Linked DNA regions of Mus musculus: region 2 is linked to region 1. A link is a contact called in public promoter capture Hi-C data. All regions are on one chromosome and are shown on one strand. The core of a region is the stretch at or near the end of the contact, and the rest is flanking DNA. Distances in the headings are between cores, read along the strand shown. Region 1 holds the start of Tmx1 (thioredoxin-related transmembrane protein 1). Region 2 holds the start of Atl1 (atlastin GTPase 1).

Region 1 (7,712 bases), core at 3,536-6,035:
GACCTTTTTTTTCATCTAATGAAATGATGTGATGCTTGGTGTTTTGTTTTGTTTATATAACAGATTATATTCCCTGATTTACAATGTTGAACCATTCCTGGATCCCTGGGAAGAAGTAACTTAATCATGATGTATAATCTTTTTGATATGTTCTTGAATTCAGTTTGCAAGTATTTTACTGATAATTTTTGCATCTTACCCATAAAGGACACTATTGGTCTATACTTTTCTCTCTTTCCTGGGTTGTGTGGTTTTGGTATTAGGGTAATGTAGCTTTGTAAAAAGAACTGGGACACATCCCTTTACTCTCAATATTGTGAAATGATTTAAGAAGTATTGGTGTTAATTCTTTTTTAGGTTAGGTAGAATTCTGCACTGAATCTATCTGGCCCTGAACTTTTGTTCATTGGGAGATTTAATTTCTACACTGGACATATCAAGAAATTCATCTCCTTCTTTTACAGTCTGATGGAGTACAGATGTGTAAGTATGTCCCTATAGTCTCTGAACTTCTTTGGTGTCTGTTGTACTCTCTTTTCACCTCTAGTTTTACTTGGCTAAGAGTTTGTCAATCTTGTTGATTCTCATATACAATGCAGAAATAAGGTTTAATGTTTAAAAAAAAAATAAAAAAGACAAAAAAAGGGGAAGATTTAAATTCCTGCTGTAACTTTAAATGAGGAAATAAGTCCTTCCTGGTATTTAGTCACCAGCTAATTACACTGATGTCCAGGTCAAGTACAGAGATTGTCTCCCTCTGGGTTAGTGTAGTTTGGGAAACAGTCAAAGAGGCAGAGCCAAGACGTGTTCACTTGAACTCACGGTCACTCAGTGTCCTGCATAACCCATACTTTCTCAGACCGTGTTCCTCCTGCTTAAGATTACTCAGAAAAGAATGTTTGTTTACCTTGCATTCGTGAGAATTCTATCTAGTCCCAGGGTTTCGTTTAAAACTCATGTTCTCCAGGAACTGCTCTGACCAACTGTGGCTTCTCCCATCGCCCGGCTTCCTACAGGACTCGTTAGGACTCTGAGCTAATAGTTACTGATGATATTTTAGAGAACCATACCAATTCTGAGGACCGTCTACAGACACTACAAATCTCCAAAACAAGGAGTGTTTTATGTATCATTCATCGACTATTATTTCTATGACTTAATGTGCCACTAACTAAAATCAAATAAAGCTCTCAAGTCCTTGCTAAATATGAGATTACCTAAGCTCTTCAAATATAATGCGAGTCAGAGGCCTACTGCTCTCATTACACTGTGATCTAATCCTCTCCCCAACCAAGAACCTCCAAATACTTACTGATAAATAGAAGGAAGAGCAGTTATGATAAACCGTCCACTTAGTCCTACAAATGACAAGGAATAAACAACAATTAGGGACAATTGCTTACTTAAAAGTTAACTTTAAATTACTTAAATGCTAATAAGAACAAGAAAACACCTAAACATAGTCAACAATGAAAACATGAATTAGTTGTTAAAGAACTTTAAAGACACATTAATGTACATAAATGAGCTAAAGCTTATGAAGCCTAAATGCTGACATTATCTGTGAATAATTAAGTACCTGCAGAATTAGTACTACCACAGTAATTGACTAGTGGTGATTAGACAAGTAAAAACAAATCTGAAGGACATCTCAAATCACAGTGCATTTGCCATTCAAGAACCTAGGTAGTCTTATTGTTGCTCAAAATTGGAAAATGTTATCAAACTATGAGCCTTGACACATCATTAACAAATGTCAAAATATGATAAACAGCATTAGCAAGGAAACAGAACCAGCCAGCCTGTAATACCTGTCTGCTCTGTGACATCCACTTTTGCAACTTTCACCTCAAGATCTTCTCCCCACTCGGCAAAACTTTCCCATTCTGGCTGAAGATTCTGACAAGCAGGACACCAGGGAGCATAACTACAAAAGACGGTTACAGTTTTAAAAGTTAAGTACTTCAGTGACCTAACCGTGAAGAACAGTTGAGGCATAAGTTTTGAAGAATGTTTATAACACAGAAAATGACCCATTTGGGTGCCTCACACCTGGAATCCCAATTTAGGGAGCTGAGGCAGGATTACTGAGTGCATGCCCAGCATGGGTTACAGAGTGTGATCTTGGGTTGAACAAGGAAACAAACTGGGTAATTTTACGCAGATGAAAAAAATTGAAAGCATGAGCCTGGCAATGTGGACGTGAAGAAATGCTCAACAGAACCACATTTAAAAAAAAAAAAAAAAAAAAAAAAAAAAAAAGCAGGCCTGAGAATACATTCTTAAATACACGTGAACTTTCTAAGATGTCAAACAGCTCTTCCAAAACCTTTAGATTTTCCAATTAAAACATGGCAACCAGAAAGTTTTGTTTGTTTAAGCTCACCATGTTAAGTAATTTTACAAGCAGGGTCATGAGCAAAGTATTGGAAAAACAGGGAGTACCTGGGCTCTACATGCTGCAACCGGTATACAATCACTGCTGGGAAGAATCGCTCGCCATCAGGGATTGCCTCAGCAAGGCAGGTTCTTCACAGTAACCGAAGCTGGAGGCCTACATTCTTATGTATAAATATTACTCTAAACCTAACCCTCACACAGATACCGAGCAGAGGAGACGCAACTCTATTGGCTAGCACCATGATACCAACAGCCAAGGGCGCCAGTACTCGAAACACATCTCTGAAACTCACTATCTTTGCAGGTCCAAGTTTTTCCTTAGAATTTTGTTTTCCATTTCATTGCCCGTTGTAATTTGCAACCGGGAAGAATGAAGCCTACGCATATTCAAACACTTCTGAACTGTTTTAGAAAAATTAAGCTTCTAAAGCAGGCATGTAGAGAAAGCAAAACCAGTGTTCCATACCAAAGCCAAACTCTTTAACAGTAAAACTACAGAAGCAGCTCTATAACAAAGCTCATCAGAAGTGAATCTGCAGAGAACTCATTTGTAGCTAAGGAATATTATGACTATCAAGTGTATTGTTTCCTAATGCTTTTTAAGAGCTTCCTCCCCTTATTTATTTATTTATTTACTTTACATCCTGATAGATGACCCCTTCCAGCACCACCCCTCCATGCCCTTAAGAGCTTCTTTAAACTCCCAAATTTTAGCCAAAGATAAAGGGAAGCATGGGACCCTGTCATTTCAGATGGATGTTTTTATCTCAGCATTATGCTACTGTAGGTCCCCTTTATACCCTTTGTGGATATTTACAGTGTGACAAAAGAAAGCTTATAGGTATCTTTCTGTAATATTTGACTATATTTTACATATCATGTCACTCCTGCCTATTCATGACAGTGACTGAAAACTAACAGCACTGGTTAGCGTTCCTCTCCTGAAAACTGACTTCAGTGAACGGCCAACTGTCAGTACACTAAACGTCTTCCCTACTGCAATCTCCTTTTTCTTGTTTCACAACTCAGGTATCATGGACCTCACCCAGGTTCTCTCTTGAGGATGTTCACTTCCACCTCTTCCTTAGTGTACAGCCCTAAACACAATCACAACATAGGCAAACACCAGAATCTTGCTTAAGGGTTGCTAACAACGCTTGCATATATTTACTCTTGAAGCCCAACAAAGCTACTATGACAGCATCTGAACAGGCCAATCGGTAAAGCAGGGGATGGGAGTGGTTATCTACTATAAGGAATTATGTAGAATAATTACCCACCCCAAAACATATGTAAAGATACTGGGTAGTGTCAGTAAACAATGACCATTCAATGGTGGTGCTTTCGCCACATCAATAATGCCGTATCAGGAACACTGTCAATTAACCATTCCACTAATTTATCATCTAAGACAAAGGCCAAAGGTAGTTTATTTCCTACAGCAGCAGGACGGCGGACACTGTTGAAGTAGAATTATCACACAAGATAAGTGATTTTGTTTGAATAGTAAATGATGAACTGGAGTATTTAAAGGGCCTATCAATAATCATACTAATGCATGTGCAATACCATTCGCAGGCCTGTAAATCACAATTCAAGCCATTCTCTAAATTGCAAACGCACCGGTCAAGGAAAAATGAGGTTCATATCAAAAGAAATGAATGTAGGCAAGAAGAAAAAAAAAGAAAATAAAGATTTTAATATATTCCCATTTATTTGGCATTTACAATTTAAAAAAACTAACTCACAAAATAAAAATAAATAAAGAGCTCAAAATTCAGGCATTACAAATACCAATTTCCGAATAAACATAGCAATTTCCGAATGACAGGTTAAAAGCAAGATTTTGTTCAATATCAACTTTTGTAAAAATTTGGAGACTTAAAGTCTGGATGTCTACAAAAGATCACTAAAAGTCTATAGAAACAGCCAAGACCTCCATCGCAACCCAATCCCACCCTCAAATCCGCTAGTCTGTTCCAGAGAATTCGATGTAGCTCGTAATCCTTTAATCGCACCACAGTGCTTAGCAACGACGAGGCTCAGTGCACGCTTAGATAGAAAAGTAATATTCCCGGTTAGGAAATGACCCTGGAGCTGGGGGCGGCAAAGGCTGGGACCTCAAGACCTGGCCGAGGAAGATGGGCTGGTCAGGTGTCCAGCTTGAGGGACGGGGCGGCGGAGGCCACCGCCACCCAGACAAGCGCCCCGCACTCACAATTCTATCATCCACTCTCCTTCCAGCAACGACGTCCAGTTCTCATCGGTGAGGACGCGCACGTTATTCCGCCGTCCGTGGGCCCCAGGGACCGCCCAGAGCAGCAGGACCAGAGCTGCCAGGGGAACCATAAGACGCCCCAAGTGCGCCATGTCAGCCGCTCACCCAGCCTCAGCGCGTTCCCGCTCCACCTCCCCGCCGCAGCTCCACTTCCGCTCTGGCGGCCGCTCCGCTCATGCGCACAAGGAGCCAGCCAGGCGCGCGAGCCCCACCCACTCCCCGCCAGCAACTCAGTGCGCATGTCCGGGCCCTGTTCCTCCTGCGGGAGATGGAGAGGGAAAGCGGGAAATGCGTCTATCTCGGAGCTCACGACTGAAGAGGCGCTTGCCGGCTGTGGTCCCTCGAAAAGCCCTAGAAGGGGCGGTAGGCGGAGGGATCAGGGTGATGCTCTAGAGATGAGTGACCCTGTCGTGCCCACCAGTGCCTAGTAAGGTCACTATGACAGTTTTCTCAGGAACTTTCCCCTTTCAAAATATCACCAGTTAGACGAATGTAGGAGGAGGTCACCAGCCCCTTTACCCTGGCCCTAGGCAAACAGGCATCTACTTTTTGTCCTGGCTACTTTACTAATTGAATCTTGTGTTGTCCCTGTTGACTGACTTATTTTAACTCTTTAAGCATGAGTCCCCGAATTTCCTCTAACACATTCGTAATGAGGCTTTGTCACCCCCTGGCTCTCCGAGGTAGTTTTTATTGCCTGTTCTTTGCTTTCCTGTATATGGGTTATATTTTCCTGTCTTTGCACAACTCAAAAATCTCTTCTTGGAAACTAGGGTTTTAGGGTCTGTAATTCTAGATGTTGATTCCCCTTGTGGCTCTCCATCTTCTGTTCCTCTTGTTGTTTGATTGTTTAGTGAGTTGGCAAGGCAATTCTAGTGAAGTCTGTTTCTCAGAGATTACAGCCCTGGGTGGGTCATCTGGGCGATAGTGGTTTTAGCAGGGCTCATTCCATATCACTTTTTGGGATGTGTTTGCCTCACTTATTTCCAGCTGTAATATTACATGAAGTGCTCACCGATAACTTGTTTTTGTTTTGTTTTAATTCTCAGAGCATACATTGTTCCACAGCCTAATACATTTTGGCAGATGGTTTTGAGGTCAGTGGTTGAAATTTATTTTAAGCCCAGGATGATTCTTCACTGTCTCTTTTCTTAGGTCTCTCTGGTGAACTAAGTGGCTTATGCACTGGCATCTTGTTCTTACTTAAGGAAAACTTTTTTTATTTTTTTGGAGTGACTTTAGGCCTGACCGTTTCTCCATACTCTTATTTAATAAAGTCATTTCTTTGGGGAGAGTTCAGAACTGACTCTCCTGGGCACAAGCAGCCTCAGTCATTATTCTAGGTGCAGTGTAGACCAGCAGGATCTACTTTTCTGGACTTCTAGTGGTGTATAGTCTTTATCACTTGAACAAAAAGGTTGAGGGGGTGTCTGGAGATTTCTCAGTCTGCTGTACCCAGCGCTTTCACTGTGCATGTCATGTCCTTGTGACCTGCACTTGGAAGGGATTAAGATGCCAGTGACCTTCCCTTCCTGATGAGATGCTCTGTCTCTAGGTTGGGAACGGAGAGGAGATGGAGCCCCGTGTTCATGGTCACACCCATCTACAGTAGAGTTGTCACCAGAATGGCCTGGGCTAAGAAAATGATTAGAGAAATAGGAGTTTGAGATGGATCAGATGCCAGAGAGTCACTGCTCCTACTGAATGTTAGTAGATTTTCTTGAAGGAACAACAATAACAACAACAAAAGCATCATTTATTGTTTGCAATTTCCAGAAACTTTTAGTGAGTTTTTGGTTGTGTAGTCTTCAGCAATATTATCAAGATGAGTTGTGTCCCTGGGAATTCATGAGCTGAAGTCCTGATGCTCAGTAATTCAGAATGAGAGTGCATTTAAAGATAGAGGGTTTTTTTGGTTGGTTGGTTGGTTGGGTTTTTTTTTGGGGGGGGGGGTTCGAGACAGGATTTCTCTGTATAGCCCTGGCTGTCCTGGAACTCACTCTGTAGACCAGGCTGGCCTCGAACTCAGAAATCCACCTGCCTCTGCCTCCCGAGTGCTGAGGTTAAAGGCGTGCACCATCACGCCTGGCTAGGGTTTTTTGTTTTTTTTAAGATTTATTTATTTATTTATTTATTTGTTTTTATGTATATGAGTACACTGTAGCTGTACAGATAGTTTTGAGCTTTCATGTGGTTGTTAGTAATTGTATTTAGGACCTCTGCTCGCTCAGGTCAATCCCGCTCACTCAGTTCCTGCTGGCTCTGGCCCAAAGATTTATTTATTATTATACATAAGTACATTGTAGCTATCTTCAGAGGAACTAGAAGAGGGTGCCAGATCTCATTACAGGTGGTTGTGAGCTACCATGTTGTTGCTGGGATTTGAACTCAGGATCTTTGCAAGAGTAGTTAGTGCTCTTACCCGCTGAGCCATCTCACCAGCCCAAGATAGGATTTTTTTTTTAATTCCAGTAACTTATATTCATTTTATTTTATTTAAAATATTGCATAGCAGAAAGTACCTCAGTCAAATGAATTGTCCCTTGTTTCTTCCTCATTTGGAACCCTACAAAGCTCAGTGACATCTTTTTGTTTTGTTTTGTTTTGTTTAATTTTTCTTTGGTTATTTTATTTATTTACATTTCAAATGTTATCCTCCCCTTCCTGGTTTCCCCTCCACAAACTCTCTATCCCCTCCCCCTCCCCCTTGTTTCTATAGGGGTGCTCCCTCGCCCACCCAGCTACTCCTGCCTCACCACCCTAGCATTCCCCTATGCTGGGGCAGCAAACTAAAGATGGGGTTTTTAAAGAGGTAGTTTAAATGAGGTCATCCAGGGGCCTCAGTTTTCTAACAACAACAAAAAAAAACAAAAGGTATGCTGGATAGTTATGTCAACTTGACACAAGCTGAAGTCACCTGAGAAAAAGTTAAGAAAATTAAGTTAAGAAAGTTAAGCCTTAATTAAGAAAATGCCTATGAACAATCAGACTGTAGGCATTTTTGTAATGATTGATTGATCAGGAGAGGGCCCAG
Region 2 (7,712 bases), core at 2,843-5,342, 560 kb after region 1:
CAACACTTCCATCTTCCTGAATTTAAAGAGTCTTTCCTTTACAATGTATGAGGGAAATTCTGGCACTTTCATGTAGTGATGTAAGCCATTGTAGTGGTTTGAATGAAAATACATGTCCCCCCATCCCCCATAGATCCATCTATGTTACCACTTTGTCCCCCGTTAGTGAAACTGCTTAGAAAGGATTAGGAGGTATGGCCCTGTTGGAGGAGGTGTGTCACTGGGTGGTGACTTTGATGTTTCAAATGACTCATGTGATTCTTTCAGCCTGATTGTTGTGGATCAAGATGTGAGCTCTCAGCTGTTCCTTTGTGCCACCATCATGGACTCTGACCTTCTAAAAATGTAAAGTCAAACTAAATCCTTTATTTTATAACTTTCTTTAGACATGGTGTTTTAGAACAGAAATTTTAAAAAGTGAGACTGCCATTATTATGTACCAGCTTCAAGTAGCCCAAGTGGAAGGGCAGATGCTCAAGTCAACACACATCTCAGTTATAGGTAAGTATTTGGCAAGATTTTATAGCATCTTCAAGTTTATTAACTCTTTCATTCATAGCTTTTCCATCTGGGCTATGCTGAAAATTCAACTCATATTTAAGACTTCCATCCTTACTCTATCTGTTCAAAATGACCGAAGCAGGTCCCAGACACAGGACCCCAGACCATTACCTTCAGTACCTGTACCTTTCTTAACAGACAGAGACCTTGGAATTATTCAGTTTACAGTGTGTGGCCCTTGCAGTTGTACAGCCCTGGCCTCTGCTTCCCAAGTACAGGAATTAAATGCATGTGCCTCCATATTTAGCAGCCTAATTTTAAGATTTCAACTAGATAGTTTTGCTTGGATAATAAATTTTGAACCTAGACTACATAAAACATAAAAAAATTCTATGGCCTTGATTTTTGTTGTCATTTAGTCTTGACTGTAGAGATCACGAATCACAGCTAGTACTTTAGTGAAGAAGATTAAAAGAGAGGGAAAAGCATAACAAACCTTTAGTAAACCACAATAGTTTGTTATATGGAAAATAGCAAAAAGCTGGAAAATATGGCCAGTGAGACCACACAGCCTATATAAGCTGCTGCCTCCACCTAATGGCCTGAGCTTGATCTACATACTGGAAAGTCAGAGTTGACTCCCACAGTTGTCCTCTAAGACACACTCATACACACATGCACATACATACGCACAGGCATGCACACACATACACCATAGCATTAGCACTGGCCCCCAAGAAATAAATAAATTGCATCAAAATTATTTATATATATATTTGGGGGGTTTGAGACAGGGTTTCTCTATATAGCACTGGCTGTCCTGGAACTCACTCTGTAGACCAGGCTGGCCTCGAACTCAGAAATCCACCTGCCTCTGCCTCCTGAGTGCTGGGATTAAAGGTGTGCGCCACCACTGCCCGGCCAAAATTATATTTTTAAAAGCTGAAAAACATTTACTTATTGTGTATTATTGTGTGTGTGTGTGTGTGTGTTTTGAATGAAATACCTATTAAGTCATGTTTCTTCTTATTCCATAGCTTGTCACTATAAAACTGAGCAATTGTAAGTGCTCTTTCAACATTAGCTACACTGACTTACTAGTATGTAACTTTCAACTTGGAAACTACATGCTTAATTGTTTAAGATTCAAATTAAGCCTACTCACAGCTTATAAGTAAATTGAATTTGAACTTCTTTACATCACTGACCTTGTTAAAATTAACTCAGCTAGTTCTGAAAAAAAAAATCTAAAAATTCCTTTGAAGTTAGTGTAAAGCAAATGTCTTCCTGTTTGCTTCATCTGTGGTACTAGGAAAATGATGACTGTAGCAGACACTGATTCCCAGCAGCACAGACGCCTGTCTCTCCAGGCTATCCATTCTTTGGCTGATGGTCAGAGCATATGGATCTGCCATTACTGGCAACATAAATTATCTTCACTTGTGACCTCCAACTTTTTATTACCTAATTCATTTTAAACAGTATGTTCCTACAACAATACACTTGGAGGCTTGTCAGAGGATATTTATCTCTGTCTCAAGCTGGCTACTCAGGTTTCCACTCTGTGAAGGCTCACAAGGGAAATGTCTCTGAGGTCTTAGCATCAGGAAAAGATACGCCTCTCTTGATCAATTTGTTCATCTTCCTCTCAAAAGCATACAAAGAAAACCCACCCTCAAGTCTTCTTTGTGCTCTCTCTCTCTTGCTCTCTCTCTCTCTCTCTCTCTCTCTCTCTCTTTTGGTTGCATTGTTCTGGTTTCCTGCTTCCCCCCTTTCAAATCTGATGCAGTTTCCTCTCATTTATTTTTATCTTGTGTAAAAATAAGTATTTTGTGTGAGCTGCCTCAAACTCTCTACGGGATAATGCAGGTATAAATAAGAGCAAATACATCTCACACTAGACAAAGGATCAACATCCCCATTTTGACTCTAAACTTGGAAGACTGCTCTCCCCTCACACAACACTGGCCCTCCAGGTTGACTATCCTGCGGCCAGTGTGGTGGAAGGCCTTCAACCCATGAATATCCCACAACGGCCTAGTCACACAGTGGGTAAGGGTGGGTTTGACTACATGACCACCATAAATCCATGACAGTAAACAAGTACTAAGATACCAATAGAACACTTGAAGAGATTTTGAGTCATCGAAGCCAAAAATATGTGCCCACCAAAACAAGTGCCAAGAAGATTTCAAAGAAGGAACTGTTCTTCAACCATTTTTTTTTTCAGTGCAGCACACACACAGGCTTTGTCCCTGGGGCATGTAAGTCTGGGCTTACTTATGTTCCCTAAATAAGTGCTCTTTGTGTGTGGATCACGAGAAAATGCATACAGTCTCTGTTCCGTTAAGGTGTTAATTTAATTTCTTCATTTATTAGCTATAAGAAGTTATTTCTCAAAACAGAATTAGAGTGTGTCTGGAGTCACGTGTCATCTGAAATTTGTTCTGTTGTCGTTTTTTTTTCTAGTTTTTTCAATTTTCTTACATTTTTATTTAATTTTGTGTTTTGCCTGCATGTACAGCTGTGCACCATATGCATATGTGGTGCCTACACAGGCCAGAAGAGGGCGTTGGCCCTCCCTCCCAGCCCACTCTGGATCCCAAGTTGGAGTTAATGAGGAGTGGGCCGCCACGCAGGTGCTGGGAATCAACCTCTGAGCTGCAGCCGGTGCTGCTAACAATTGGGCCATCTTTCCAGTCCTTATCTGGTTTTCCAACTGAAAATCTCTGTAAGACTCTAGAAGTAACTTTACCAGTATACATAAAATTGGCAACTTCATTTCTACCTTAAGAACAAGACTGGAACTCAAATTACAAAAGAGATTGAAACATTAACCAAATCACTTCTCATAACTCCTGCCCAATATTTTGGGCATTGTTAGTTAGGCCTCTTACATTTTAAAGCCTCTTACATTTTACACTCCTCTTTACAATGCTGTAAAAATGGTTTACAAACATTTCTCGGGTGTCAAATGCAAAACCTATCCTCTTCCAGCTACAGATAAGGACACTGGGATGTTGCCACGTATGCCTTGTCCCAGATCACCTACTTTGGAAGCAGAATCAGACAAAGGTCCCTAGCTTTGCTTTAGCATCTCTAAAACTCCTCCCATTAACACTTGCAATATTGCGGTGATGCCCAGAGACCACAGAAACTTCGAAAGGAATTGGGGTTTTCAAAAATGGCTCTGGGAAACCCTGGTGGAAGACAGGTTCTGCAGGTGTGCGGTCCAGCCTCGGAACTGGTACCACCGGGAACAGTGTGTGGAACAGGACGGTGCAGTCGGGTGTGCCGGCATTTAGTTAACCCGGCACTCCCCCACCTCCTGCCCGGGCGGCCTCAGTTTACCTGTACCGAAAGGAAGCAGAAGGCAGCGCTCCGGAGGCCTGCGGACAGACCCTCCTCCTCTAGTCCGCCGGCCACTGGGCGAATCCTGGCCGAGGCTGGGCGGGTCAGACGCCGCACGAACGCCTCCGGCGCCCCGCAAGCAGCTGGGAGGCGGGGCGCGGCGGCGTCCAGGGTGTTGTGCACTCGGCGGGCCTCAGGGCGGCAGTCTGGGCCCGCGGCCTGCGTTCTCGGGCGGGCCAGGCTCGATCCGCGCCGGCCGCGAACGTGTCTCCCGGTGACGCAGCCGCGGGTGGGGAACGTGGTGCGGCGGCGACTGTGCGCACGGCCGTCTCGGAGAAGACGCGGGTCTCCGACGCCGGCGCTCGGCCAAGAACGGACGGCCTCTCGGGTACGGCCGGCGCGGGGCCTGGCGGGACCGACGAGGCCCGGAGGCTGCCGGGGTTGCGCCCCGTGACGCCCCCCGCGCTCGCTCTCGCCGGTGCAGGCGCAGCTGCGAGCCGAGGCTCCATGTTGGGAAGCGCCGCGCGCCCTCGTTAGCGGGAGACGGCTGCGGCGGGCAGAGCCCCGGACTGGGCGCAGCGAAGATGGAGGCCCCGCTGAGGCCTGCCGCCGACATCCTGAGACGGAACCCGCAGCACGACTACGAGCTGGTGCAGAGGGTCGGCAGCGGCACCTACGGGGACGTGTACAAGGTGAGGCCCCGGCCCGGCCTGCGAACGTGGGGCACCCCCGGGATGCGCCGGACCACAGCGTCCGGCCAGGAAGCGGCCCGGAGCCCGCCGCACCGTTCCGAGCACCCTGGGTTCCCCATCGGTTCTAAGGCTAGCGACCGGCAGACTTAACCGCACCTTCCAGACCACGGCTGAGCTTTTTTTGTGGTTTTAAGGCGTATTTATGGTATTGAAGTTATTCCGGAGGATGGTTTGGTGTTGATGTGGGGGGAAAATGCTTCGCGGAAGGCGGTAGATAGGAAAGAGTATTGTAAATCTAGACCTTTGCGTCCTGTACTGGTTTGGGTGAACTTGCCTTGAAAAAAATCTCTGTGGAACCGGACTCTAAATTGTCAACTGTAAGTAATCTGGTTCTGGAGTAAAAGGATTTGTGTGTAAACATGACAGCCTGTAGGAAGATGTCTTTGGGGACCGGTGAGGTGGCTCAGGGTGTTAAAGGCCCTTAGAGCCAAACCTTACTTAGGACCCCAGAACGGTCCCCGGATTCTCTTGGTGGAAGCACGGATCCCCCACACATACACACTCACACACTCCCAGGAAATAAACAAAGTGTAATGAAATTTAAACATATTTAGAGGAAGACCTTTGTCACCTGGCAGAAGTTTAGGCATTTTGTATCTGGTTGATAATAATGAATATAACTTATGGGGTTTTCCTACTAAACTAATTCCTCTCTATGGGATTTATAGCATTCCATAATCATGAGTGGATAATTACTGCTACCCTTTTTACTGGTCTCTTATATTAAGACAAATAATAATAAATTTGTAATCTGCCGTTACACAACAACAAAAAACATGCCATAGCAAAGCAAACCGATTTCTTAAGTCTGCTAAGTTTTTGAAGGGTTCAGAGGAAAACACTGTCCAATATTCCCTCATGGCTTTTGTTCTTTGTCCCAAAGGGGCAGAGTTAGTGCAGTTCCTTATGGGGATTAAGAAAAAGCTTATTTTTGACCTGGGTGTTGGTGGTGCACGCCTTTAATCCCAGCACTCAGGAGGCAGAGGCTGGTGGATTTCTGAGTTCAAGGCCAGCCTGGTCTACAGAGTGAGTGCCAGGACAGCCAGAGCTGCACAGAGAAACCCTGTCTCTAACACCCCCCCCCCCAAATAAAAGCTTATTTTCCTTTTGCAACAGCTTGATATTTTGACCTATGTATGTATCAGTATGTTCCAAACAGCAATCTGCATAGAGCCCTGATGGCTGTGTTTCATGAGTAATTGCTTGACCCCACTGAGGTATGTTGACTTGCACAGGTATAATGCAAGGAAAACATCTCTTTTCTCTGCTTGTTTTTGAGTAATTTTTTGCTGAGAGTAGTACCTTGGGGTGATGGATTCTGAGGTAAGAACTCTGGGTAGGCTTTTTACCCCTGAAAACGAGGCATTTGGGCCCAAGCAGACACTGTTCTAGCAACCGAGCAGTGCAGCAGCAGTGAGCAAGGTCCTGACTCTGGCCTCGGTTACCTTTGATGCAAAGTGCACAGTTAGAATGGAATCCCCTTCCTTATGGAAAGTTAATGGTAGCTAGCACAAACGTCTCTATTTGCTCATTACCCATTTTAGGAAATGCTTGCTCTTTAAAAAACAGAAACTCCTGTTTGCTTTCTTGGTCCCATTTTAAATCATCTTTGTCTTATGATTCACTGAAAGTTAGACCAGTTCAGTTCCGTTCATAGTAATTATACAATACTCTAAATTCTAGCTTTTGCCCCACCCTACCCCCTTTTTCCCCTGGTACAGAAAATTTAAAGGGAGTATTTCCCCCACACAAGGATCTTGCTAAGACCTCCACGGTTTTCTTTTCAGAGCAGCTCTCTGGAAGGACTGCATCCTTCCTTAGGAAAGCAATGTTTACATTAAAAGGACAGCTGTCTGCCTGCCTGCCTGCCTGCCTGCCTGCCTGCTTGCCTGCTTCTTCTTACCCAGCTGCTTCCTGGTCCTGCTGCTCACTTCCACAGCTCAACAGACATCAGAGGCTGAAAGCTTCCCACCCCACCTGGGCCTCCCACCTTTCTCAATCAAGCTCACGTTATCACGTGTACTTGAGGGCTAGGCCAGCCTCTGAGTCCCACGCAGCCTTTAGACACTCGTGTGCCCTTCTGTTTGGTGTGTTCTAATTCCTGAGGATCACCTCCCTCCCCCATCCTCCACCTGTTGCCACCATTGCTGTCTAGGAAAACAGTTCTTGGTTCTAGTAAGCCCCAGCCCCTCACCCTGACCCCTAATCTCACCCACCACTCTCCCTCTCCCTTTTGCTCTTACCACACTGGCCTGCAGGCTTTCCTTAAACAACAATAAGCATCTCCTCCTTTGGAGTCTTTGTTCTTGCTACTTCCTCTGTTCAGTATCTTCTCCCAGACAGTGAGCGTCTTGCTTCCTCCTTCCCTTTAGACGAACCTGACCGTCTTTGTACTTGCTGCTTGCTGTGTCTAGCTCAGTGTTTATTACTTGCTTTTTTAGGTGTCTGTTTCAACCAAAACTATCAATACTCCACAGAGACGGGCTTTCCGCCATCCCACCCGGTTTTGCTGCATCTTAACCTAGAATTAGGCAGGACATGGAGTATTCCTAAGAGGTTGACAGAGTGACAAAGGGCTCTAGGTGGTCCTGTCACCTAGTTGTCTGAGCACTTAATTTTGACATCACAACAGTGCTTGTATTTAATTCCTTGTGTATTCCTGCACTGTTTTGTTTTGCTTTAACAATAGCCACATGTCTCTTTTTATTACAAATTTCAATAACTTGAGTTCTCTGGGAAAACATTTCTGAAAAGCTGTTTTATAGCATATTTATTATCAGTGATCTAAGTCCTGTGGAATTTTGTGAATTTATACTTACTCCTTAATATGTCTAGAACATGAGACTTTGGATTTTTTTTCTTTTAAAGCAGATTGATTGTATTTTTAAGAAACTGTATTTTTAAGAAACTGTAAATCCTGGGGCATTTTAGAAGTGTTTTCCATCTGTGATGCAAACTAGTAAACTAATTAGTGAGAAATAATGTCATCTCTTTATCTCTTACCCATCCCAGTTTGTTTTTATGCCTGAGCTATATTATGAAGTAGTAACTTTAAAAAGACCCTCGCCTTGAGATTCTTTGTAATTTTTACACTCTGTAAACACATAG

What was found. Promoter capture Hi-C pulls out the DNA fragments that hold promoters and counts their contacts.
Region 2: a contact with region 1 is called in a promoter capture Hi-C map of liver, with 4 times the contacts expected there. The contact joins the promoter of Atl1 here to the promoter of Tmx1 in region 1. A contact is called at or near these places in 8 of 39 promoter capture datasets (the 3T3-L1 cell line, 3T3-L1-derived adipocytes, hematopoietic stem and progenitor cells and 3 more), 2 of 115 datasets of contacts at active chromatin or transcription factors (effector CD8 T cells and stem cell-derived neural progenitor cells) and 1 of 9 other capture datasets (embryonic stem cells).

What each region holds. Positions count from the first base shown.
Region 1 is chr12:70,450,227-70,457,938 of GRCm38.p6, reverse strand. It overlaps Tmx1 (thioredoxin-related transmembrane protein 1), which reads right to left and starts at 4,785. Exons shown (of 8, transcript NM_028339.1): 1 at 4,619-4,785; 2 at 1,812-1,927; 3 at 1,313-1,358. The coding sequence starts at 4,770.
Region 2 is chr12:69,889,485-69,897,196 of GRCm38.p6, reverse strand. It overlaps Atl1 (atlastin GTPase 1), which reads right to left and starts at 4,092. Exons shown (of 15, transcript NM_178628.5): 1 at 3,853-4,092. It overlaps Map4k5 (mitogen-activated protein kinase kinase kinase kinase 5), which reads left to right and starts at 4,034. Exons shown (of 32, transcript NM_201519.2): 1 at 4,034-4,544. The coding sequence starts at 4,437.